Regions from separate parts of the Mus musculus genome. Here region 1 is linked to region 2. The links are chromatin contacts, called in public promoter capture Hi-C maps. All regions are on one chromosome and are shown on one strand. Each heading gives the region's core, a stretch centred on a gene start, on an enhancer-like site or on the middle of the called end of the contact. The rest is flanking DNA. Distances are from core to core; before and after follow the strand shown. Region 1 holds the start of A930014E01Rik (a long non-coding RNA gene). Region 2 has its middle 13 kb from the start of Gm33365.

The links. Promoter capture Hi-C pulls out the DNA fragments that hold promoters and counts their contacts.
Region 1: a contact with region 2 is called in a promoter capture Hi-C map of liver, with 7 times the contacts expected there. The contact joins the promoter of A930014E01Rik here to the enhancer-like site in region 2. A contact is called at or near these places in 21 of 39 promoter capture datasets (the 3T3-L1 cell line, 3T3-L1-derived adipocytes, the C10 cell line and 14 more), 2 of 15 datasets of contacts at CTCF or cohesin (large pre-B cells and pro-B cells), 38 of 484 Hi-C or Micro-C datasets (3T3-L1-derived adipocytes, the AtT-20 cell line, B cells and 25 more), 5 of 115 datasets of contacts at active chromatin or transcription factors (bone marrow-derived dendritic cells, embryonic stem cells, hepatocytes and 2 more) and 3 of 9 other capture datasets (adipose tissue, liver and pancreatic islet).

The regions. Positions count from the first base shown.
Region 1 is chr3:10,296,543-10,301,919 of GRCm38.p6, forward strand. A930014E01Rik (a long non-coding RNA gene) reads left to right here and starts at 1,404. Exons shown (of 2, transcript XR_387546.3): 1 at 1,404-1,763; 2 at 5,371-5,377. It also overlaps a transcript of Fabp12 not described here.
Region 2 is chr3:10,074,802-10,080,116 of GRCm38.p6, forward strand. No RefSeq gene overlaps it. Among named protein-coding and RNA genes, the nearest start is that of Gm33365, 13 kb to the left of the region's middle. Within about 2 kb of position 2,765, at least 42 of the 459 cell types and tissues checked have an H3K27ac peak or open chromatin away from gene starts, as enhancers often do. A contact at or near this core is called in 3T3-L1-derived adipocytes, the AtT-20 cell line, adipose tissue and 5 more, where this site is marked.

The sequences.
Region 1 (5,377 bases), core at 154-2,653, 220 kb after region 2:
ATGATTTTTTTGTTTTCCTCTTGATCTTTTTACTTACTGGAAAGGCAGAAATAGAGCAAGTATCAATTTCAAAAGCAAACTCATTTTTCTCTCTCTCTCTTTTTTTTTTTTTTTTTTGGTTTTTCGAGACAGGGTTTCTCTGTATAGCCCTGGCTGTCCTGGAACTCACTCTGTAGACCAGGCTGGCCTTGAACTCAGAAATCCGCCTGCCTCTGCCTCACGAGTGCTGGGACTAAAGGCGTGCGCCACCACGCCCGGCTCCATTTTTCTCTTTTATGTTCCAAAGATAAACAAATGGTTGGACTTAGGAAGAAAACTTTACAAAAATTTAAATATGTGATTTTAGTGACTAGAAGATGTGTAAAGTTTCCATGTTTTCTCCCTTAAGCATTCCTTGTGTTTACAATGAGTTTGTAATACTATTCTCAGTGTGTTTTATTTAGACTATATACAGAATTTCTTAGACAACTTTTATGCATGCAGCTGGTAGGTTACCTGTGCAGAATAATAGCAATACTTGAAATAGCTATTTGCTACTAACCTGTGTACCTGATGCAATGTCGTCTCCCTAAACTTGACTCATCTAGCCTTCACCAGCCCTGTAGAAGGTGACAGAGAGGACTTCTAATCCCAGAGGTTTTCTGCCTTAATGTGAACACTTGTGATGAGCCACCTGCATATTCATCCACACACACACAGTCCTTGCTTCCTGTCCTGTGCATATGGAGTTTGTGTTACCTTCTCCATGAAGGGACATGCCACACAGGTCATTTAAATCCATGTTTACAGGCTGTGGTCAGTCATGCTTGGCTCACAATGAACTTTCACTTCCTGAAAGCAGAGTATCTTATGCCTATCCATACCCATGATTTCTGCCCTTTACAAACAATACTGCTCTTAACTGACTTTAACACATATAACGATCTCAGAGTTCAAGCCTAGCCTGGTTTACAGAGCCAGTTCCAAGACTACACAGATAATTTTATCTTGGAAAAAAATGGAAACAAGACAAACAAAAAATTGTAGACATTTTGGAACCGGGGAAGAAAGGAAGCGTCCGTGTCCCGAGGAGCTTGGAATGAAGGCCATGACTTTCCTGCTGCTTTCCTGCTGAAGCTGCCATTTTCCTGCTGTAGCTGCCATTCCTCTCCAAGCAGCAAAGTAGACAATGTCAGGTGTGAGTTGGTGGAGCAACTAGAAATCATGTAAGCCTCATGAGAACAGAAACGCACTCCTTAAGGTAGTTGCTTGGATCTGCCTGTGTCCTGGGCCCTGAGCCCCATCGCACCTTCTCTCAGCCCTCAGGCACTTAGTGGTATAGTATATCTTGCTCATATTTACCTTACCTGGGACTTTAGAAGTAGGTGTGTGTGGGCTCACCACAGACACGAGTTATGTGCAGGTCAGGCCACTTATAACCCGAACTTTAGGCTGAACTGTGTTTGTTTTGGCACTCATTGCACAGTGGCCTTCGGTGAAGGTTGGATCTTTTATCGTCACCATATGCCCGAAGCCATGCTGCAGAGTTCTTGGCTACTGGTTCTTTTACAGACTTTTGAAACAAGGTTTCACTTTGTGGGCCAGTGTGGACTCCAAGTCATGATTGTCTTGCCTCAGTTTCCCAGTGCCAGGATTATAGACATGCCCCAGCACAGTGGCTCTACTTCTGCAATTGTAATACACTTCAGTCCTTGTCACCTGGCTTGGCACATGAGCAGCTTGTGAATGCGGTTACTGAAATCCTGTTTGACAGTCCCTGTAAGGTAAGGAAGGATCTCTCTGCACTCGGAAATTTCACAACAAAAATTAATTTTTGTTTGGTTTTCCGATTTGAGAGTAAGCAGCTGTTACAAGCTTGATCAAAAACCTCTCCACAGGCTCATGTTTTAAACTCTGTTCCTTATCTGGTGTCACTATTTTTGGAGGCAATGGAGGCAGACCTTGGCTGGAGAATTAGGTCACTTTGTGTGGGTCACTGAGGGTAACTTCCTGGGCCCTGGTTCCTCCACCGTGTTCTCCCCCTCACTAAGCCCACCACGTCTTCTTCAACTTGGTGGATGAAAACTGAAATTCAACTAAACCTCTCCCCCCTTAGGTTGTTTCTGTCAAGTATTTGGGCAAACACTGCAATGTTAATTAGTCCAACAACGAAACACGTGGTGAAATCGGGGTCACAGAGGGGACAGCAACTCAGGGGAAGAGACCTGAGGGGCATGTCAACAGGCTTATGGTGGGGGACAGAGCACACAGGGTTTAGCAGCCACTGTACTGTATAAACACATCAAGACTTAATCAACAGGACATTCACTACAGGCACAGACACAGACACACACCACACACACACACACCACAAAACAAACAGAGACACAGACAGACAGGCACACACACATACACTCCACAGGGTTCAGGAGAATAAGCTGTTATTAAATGAGGTAATCACTCTTGGGTTTTCTGAGCTGCATTAAAGGTTATCACAGGCTCCCTTTAAGAGAGAGATGGAGCTAGACGTGGTGGTGGCACATGCCTTTAATCCCAGCACTTGGGAGGCAGAGGCAGGTGGATTTCTGAGTTCGAGGCCAGCCTGATCTACAAAGTGAGTTTCAGGACAGCCAGGGCTACAGAGAAACCCTGTCTTGAAAAAACAAAAACAAAAACAAAACAAAACAAAACAAAAAACAAACAAAAAAAGAGAGACAGATGGAAAGTTTCACAGAACCAAGAAGGCCATGTGAAAACAGAGGCTGGGCTACTGAACCCAAAGCCAAAGAATACAGACAGAGGCCATTGGAAGTGGGAGGAGGCAAGAGACCAGCTTCCCATGGAGGCCCCACTGAGAACACAGCCACCAGACTGGTATTTTAAATTATAGTGATAATAATGCACTTGAGTTTTCTGGTCTTCAGAATTACATGATTGAACTTTTGGCTGTTTGACTCAAACAGTTTAATAGAATTTGCTACAGGAACCACAAGTGACTAAAACAGATTATCTAATTTTTTTTTTTTTTTTTTTTTTTTTTTTTTGGTTTTTCGAGACAGGGTTTCTCTGTATAGCTCAGGCTGGCCTCGAACTCACTTTGTAGACCAGGCTGGCCTCGAACTCAGAAATCCTCCTGCCTCTGCCTCCGGAGTGCTGGGATTAAAGGCGTGTGCCACCACGCCCGGCATATCTAATGTTTATTAAAACTTGTACACACACACACACACACACACCACATAGACACACTCAGACACAAACCCCACACATAGACACACAGAGAGACATATACACAGACAGACTCACAGACACACTCAGAGACACTCCCTCCACACACACAGACACACACCACACACACACAGATATACACACAGAGACACACACACAGAGATACATCACACACACACAGAGACACCCACACAGACACAACCCCCACACATAGACACAAAGACAAACACAGAGACACAGAGAGAGAGACACATATACAGACAGACACACAGACACACTCAGAGACACCCCCTCCACACATAGAAACACACACAGGGACATATACCACACACACAGACACACACCACACACACAGACACACACCATACAGACAGACACATACACACACACACTTCAGTGGAATGTAAGAGAAGAAAGCTTACAAAGGGGCTTGGTGGAAAGAGAAGCCTTTGGAGAACTAAGTAGCTAAAAGAATCCAAAAGATAAGTGGTATATACAGCAAATCCTTGGTCTGATAAACCTCAGAGTGGCTGTCTCCTGAACAGAGCAGAACTTGAAACACATGTGTTCCTTGTGTTAACTAGGGGATTACAAACCATTCTATTAGAGGGGCCAAGCAACCAGAGTGAAAGCCCAGAGAGAGCTCAGAGGTCAGGGTGAAGGGCAACTCTCAGAAAATTTGGTCCATATGTTCAAGGAAAAGGATGTCAAAACAGATGTGGTAAGTTGGCCAAACTTAGATTCCTGTCCATGTGACAAACTCAAGCTAATCTTAAGCATAGTACACATGATAACAATGAATTATGGGAAAATAGACGCTCATGTACAAACTGAAATGTTATACTAAGGAGGAGCATCTATTTGTTTCAAAGTTATTGTCTAGATCTGATGTGATCCGGGTACTTGGGAAGTGAGTGCCTTCAATCTAAACCATAGAGTGAATTCTGTAGATTGCTGAGTTTCAAACAAGCTGGAAAACTGGACTCCATACGTCTTCCTTATTTCCTGCCCCTCATCGTTTCTTCCTCCTGCTGCCTTTATTCTCCTTTATCTCTTACTCTTCTCTCTCTCCCTTTCTTTTTTCCTTCCCTATTTTTTATTTTTTATTTTGAGATAGAATATCATTCTGTGGCCCCGGCTGGTCTAGAGCTAGCTATGGCGTTCTGTGGCCCCGGCTGGCCTAGAGCTAGCTTTGGCGTTCTGTGGCCCCGACTGGCTTCAAGCTCCAGTTCCTGGTGCTCCAGCCTTCGGAGTGTTGGATACAGGCTTCTGCTACCACACCCACTTTGCCGTTTCTATATAATCAACTTAACAGGCATTTCCACAATTACTCTCATGATGACAAAGTAATCTGCATTTAGGCACAAGTGTCTCCTACCTGAGAGTCTGAGGAAGGACCCTGGGTCCCAGTGTCTCCTGCTTCAGAGGCAGTCCCGGGGCTCCGGGGTTAGAGGATTTCCGTGCTCTGTGAGAGGATTACTGCCCTGCTTCTGCGTCACCTCATCATCTCAGCAGGTGCCTCACAGATTTCACTATGAACAAGTGTGCTTACAAAGTACAAAGAAAAGTACGCGACGGAGAGAAGTAAGCCAGAGTGAACAGCAAACATTGCTCCTCACGCAGGGCCGCCACGCACAGTGCCCTTCACCCAATGTCACCAAGCAAAGTGACCGCTGGCTACTGAAGTCTAAGACAGGAAAGTGTCAACACTTCTATGTGATTTCCAGGATCTCATAATCTGAGAGCAGAGGGATTAAAATCCACAGATGCTTGCGACATATGTTATTCTTTTTGAATAAAATCCAAACAAATTCATTGCTCAGATTTTTAAAAAAGACTTATTTATTTACTATATGTAAGTACACTGTAGCTGTCCTCAGATACTCCAGAAAAGGGCATCAGATTTCGTTAGGGATGGTTGTGTGCCACCATGTGGTTGCTGGGATTTGAACTCGGGACCTTCGGAAGAGCAGTCGGCGCTCTTAACCACTGAGCCATCTCACCAGCCCCATTGCTCGGATTTTGATTCTTGTGTTACAAAGTTTGGTAACGATAGGACTCACATGTGGATCATTTCTTTTGGCTATTGCTTCCAATGATGTAAACTGTCTAAGGAAAACTATGAAGGGACGGTAATGTTCTTTGGTCATTCTGTTTGGTTTTCAGAGCCAGA
Region 2 (5,315 bases), core at 1,515-4,014:
TTGCAGTTTTCTTGGACGAGACGATTGCTCAGTTTGTAAAGTTCATGCTGAACAAGCACAACAATCTGAAGTCATTAATACCACATAAAAAAGTGACAGGCCCCCACGATTCCAGTGCTGACTGGGGAGAGACAGGAGAATGCCCGGAGCTTGCTGGTTAGCCGGCCTAGCCCATCTGGGAGTTCCATGCTGACTGAAGACCACATCTTACATTATTAGATTATTGGGTCTCCACATACACACATGTGGACATGCACACACACATGAACACAGACACATGTACGATATTTGGTACTGGGTACTCAGTAAGTAAGTACCTTGGAAACACATGGACCTGCTTTTGCTCCCTAGAACCCACAGATAAAAGCCGTCAGGTATGGTGGTGTGTGATTGTCATCCCAGCTCTGGGAAGGTGGAGATGAGGGGATCCCACTGGCCAACCTTTCTAGCCTACTTGTCTATTTATAGGCCTTTGGCTTTCATGAGCACACATACAGGCATGCATGTGAGTGCACATGCTCGAGCACACACACACACACACACACACACACGAGTGCTTGCACACATTCAGGTCAATTGTTATCTTAGAGAAGAGAGAGAGGACACAGAAATGTTGGCTGCTGCTTCCTGGTGATGTTCAGTTTCTTGGTACCATTGGTATTTATAAGGCAGGGTCTCTTCATATACCACTAGGTGCATCCTATAGTTGTCTTTCTGCATTATAGTATATGCCTTTCAAACATTTTATTGCAATACTCATGAAGAAATATCCTTTGTGATTTTAAAGCAGGTAACTGTTCTACCTCCGCCTCTCTCTGTATCCCATTCCCTGAATATTTTTCTTGCATTGGGCTTTGTAGTGGGTTGACAGCAACAGAGAGAGCTTTCTAAGTGACTAAACTAAAATTCTTAGGAATAAAGAGGAAGAGTGTTGGACCTGAATTGAGCTTCTAGACCTCACTCCAGTGGGTCACCACAGCCAGTTGCTCCTGCTTTAACACTCTCTTATGATCTCTACAGGCAGTGAACTCATGAGCACACTTCCCATATCCACATAAATAAAGTAGTTTTCTTTTTAAAGGTGAACCATTAAGCTACATTTGGTTTAAATATGTCTCCTTGTTGGTTTGGTCCCATGCAGCCTCTGTACATTGTGAACTGTAACCTGGCTTGATGTGTAAGTAAGTTGTAACCTATCCTAAGATTAGACCTTTGTAACTGTGTCTCAGTCAATCATAGCAGCTGCCAAAACATGACCACAAGGGACAAATTCCAGTTGTAGCAAGTCAGGTTATTTCTGTTATCATCTCTTTTCTCTGGCTATGGAGTAGGGCACTTCTGGATGTGGCTGTCATCTTGAACACCTTTTGGCTGAAATACTGTTTGATTTTAGAATCTTTTTTCCTTGTTCAACTACTCTGCTAAGTCCCCTCCCCCTTCTTGCTGTACTGGCTAGTTTTGTGTCAACTTGACACAGGCTGAAGTTATCACAAAGAAAGGAGCTTCAGTGGGGGAAATGCCTCCATGAGATCCAGCTGTGGGGCATTTTCTCAATTAGTGATCAAGGGGGAAGGGCCCCTTGTGGGTAGGACCATCTCTGGGCTGGTAGTCTTGGTTCTATAAGAGAGCAGGCTGAGCAAGCCAGGGGAAGCAAGCCAGTAAGAAACATCCCTCCATGGCCTCTGCATCAGCTCCTGCTTCCTGACCTGCTTGAGTTCCAGTCCTGACTTCCTTGGTGATGAACAGCAGTATGGAAGTGTAAGCTGAATAAACCCTTTCCTCCCCAACTTGTTTCTTAGTTATGATGTTTGTGCAGGAATAGAAATCCTGACTAAGACACTTGCTTTCTCCTGAACAGGAAATAGCAGCCTCACATCCTGAATGAACAAACCGTTTTCCTCAGCCTCACAGTTCACGTGAAGCAGGCTTGCATCTTAGTCTTACACTATTTGCAGTGTCCTTTCCAGGCTTCTTGGTTGCAAGTCTCAGAAAATGAGTTGTCCGTCCTAAGGTCTGGAAGGATGCAAGGAAGTGTGAGATGAGAGCAGAGCAGAGCCATTGAAAGCGCAGTAGCAGCTCGGCATTGACAAGGAGTTGGCACACACATCTTAGACAACGAGCTGCTGTAGTCAGTCGCAGAGGCTCCTTCGGGATCACTCCCTAAGTGAAACAAGGATGTTTTCCTGACTCGGAATTACAAGGCCTGGGAGGAAGCCTGATGGCTGGAATCGGAGTGGCTTCCCACTCCCTGGCTGTACCAAGGAACGTAGAGTGTGAGGGTCTTTAATTTTTAAATTGTATTTATGTGTATACGTGTATGCCTGCTTGTCTGTACGTGCACTATGTATACCCCAGGGTACCTTGGAGACCAGAAGAAGTGGTTGATTACCTGGAACTGGAGTTATAGGCAGTTGCAAGCTGCCCAATGTGGGTGCTTACAAGAGCAGGAAGTTCTCTTAGCTGCCGAGCCATGTCTCCAGTTACTTAAGAAGATCTTTTCATTGCTCAACTAACGTGGTAGATTAGGGAAATTCCCCCAAAGGTATAGTAGAATCAGGGACTTCCTCAAAGAGCAGTTATGGCACCATTTTGAGTGAATTGTTGAATATTGAAGCCCTATAACCTAGTAACTTCTCAAATGCAGCCCCCCTCACTGCAGAGAGCTCTCTTGTTAGCTGCTGGAGGGCTGCACATGGTGAGTCTGCGGCCTCTCCTCTCTAACCTGCTCATGAGCTTGGCCTCTGAGTTCCACTCAAGGCTCAGAAACCTGGTGTTCCTGATGCTCTGGCAACTCTCCTGGATGTTGGCAGCTGTGCTGTTTGGAAGCAGGCCCCATACTTGCTTTCCAAACAAAGCAGACTGTGCATCTAGAAGACTATCTTACTGGCAAGGGTAGTGACCAGAGAGGTCAGAAGCTACAGCGAGGCTGTGGGAATAGGTTAGAAAAACAGGAAGATCTTTAAAATGTTTGTTTGCACTCTGTGCATGTGAGGGGGAAGGAGAGGGAGAGGGAGAGGGAGAGGGAGAAAAGGAAGAAAGAGGGAGAGAGAGGAAGAGAGAGGGAGAGGGAGAGGGCAAGAGAGAGAGAACAGCAGTGTGGAATCATTTTCTGCCATGTAGGACGCTGGAATTGAACACAGATTGTCAGCCTTGGTGGCAAGCACCTTTTCTAAGACCATTAAATTGCTTAGGTGGTCATGGCAAAGACCTTATTCTTCTGAAACCCTGGAAGTTGGTAAGTTTAAAATCAGAGGGTCAACAGGATTGGTTTCTAGTCTAAATACTTTGGGGGAATCTGTTCTGGTATCCCCCTCCTTGCTTCTGGTACCATGCCTACCCTTGGTGGTAATTTTGGTTGTCCTTGGTTTGCAGATTTATGACCCTGACTCCTGCCTTCATGCTCACACACTGTTCTCTCTGTGTAAGAGCAAAAGTCATACATGATTAGGGCCCAACAGGATGATTGCATTTTAGCTATCTCTGCCAAGGCCCTGTTTCCAAAGGACGACATAATTGCCAGTACTGGAGAGTAGATTTCAACCAAATTATGCACTTCCACCTATAAAGAAAAGTGAACTTACTAGACAAGGGTCATACTTTACCAAGCGTGTCTTTATCTGCATGCCCTGCCCCAATTGGCTTATGAGACTGTCAATAGTTTTAGTAGGCCAATAACAAGGCTATAGATATTTTGTCCCAATGTCTAGCTTCCTTTCTGATAAACCCTAATTTCTTGTCCATGTCAGATATAAGCCCCTTCCTTAGGAGAATATTGGTTGTTCCATGTGCTTCTCAACTTGGTATTTTTCTTTAGTTTTCATTTCTTCTCTTAAAACTTAGGTTTTTAAAATTTGTCAAGATTTTGCTGTAATAATGAATTTTTACTCGTATATAGGCCATTGCTAGTAGGGGCATGAGATAGGTTTAGAATTTAGCAATAACTAACACTAAAAGGGCAATTATTTTGTGCCAGGAACACGATGTTTATACAGAATCTCTGCCTTAATTCTCAAAATTCTCATTTTATGTCTGAGAAAGCTTAGTCTGTAGAAGATTCCATGGCTTTAAAGTGATCCGACCATTTATCCCAAGTTCTAGTTTAAGGCTTATATGTTTGATGTTTTAAAATTGCTCTTGGAATTTTCTCCCAGACGTGTATGAAGAAGTCAAACACGTAATAAAAGAACTAAAACTCTCCCAACTGAACTGACATTGAGGGAAGCTGAGCAGCAGTAACGGCAGCTGCAGCAGATGAGGGCTTGGGTTTGAAGACAGGTGGACAGGTAAGCTAATTGTCACTGTTATGTTGTGAGCACAATTTAAATTCAATTCTCATGTGATAAAAAGTTGTCAGCTTTCATGTATATGGCAAACCAAGTTTTAGGAAAATCATATTTCATTATTTATTTTTTTATACACTCTGTTAAATGTTTTGAGAAGTGAAATATGGAAGACTATTGAAATTGCCCTTTTGGCAGCATTTTCAACAAATGGTGCTGGTACAACTGGTGGTTATCATGTAGAAGATTTCGAATTGATCCATTCCTATCTCCTTGTACTAAGGTCAAATCTAAGTGGATCAAGGAACTCCACATAAAACCAGAGACACTGAAACTTATAGAGGAGAAAGTGGGGTAAAGCCTCGAAGATATGGGCACAAGGGAAAAATTCCTGAATAGAACAGCAATGGCTTGTGCTGAAAGATCAAGAATCGACAAATGGGACCTCATAAAATTGCAAAGCTTCTGTAAGGCAAAAGACACTGTCAATAAGACAAAAAGGCCACCAACAGATTGGGAAAGGATCTTTACCTATCCTAAATCAGATAGGGGACTAATATCCAATATATATAAAGAACTCAAGAAGGTGGACTCCAGAAAATCAAATAACCCCATTAAAAATGGGGTACAGAGCTAAACAAAGAATTCTCACCTGAGGAATACTGAATGGCTGAGAAGCACCTGAAAAAATGTTCAGCATCCTTAATCATCAGGGAAATGCAAATCAAAACAACCCTGAGATTCCACCTCACACCAGTCAGAATGGATAAGATCAAAAATTCAGGTGACAGCAGATGCTGGTGAGGATGTGGAGAAAGAGGAACACTCCTCCATTGTTGGTGGGATTGCAAAGCTTGTACAACCACTCTGGAAATCAGTCTGGCGGTTCCTTAGAAAATTGGATATAGTACTACTGGAGGATCCTGCAATACCTCTCCTGGGCATATATCCAGAAGATGTTCCAACTGGTAAGAAAGACACATGCTCCACTATGTTTATAGCAGCCTTATTTATAATAGCCAGAAGCTGGAAAGA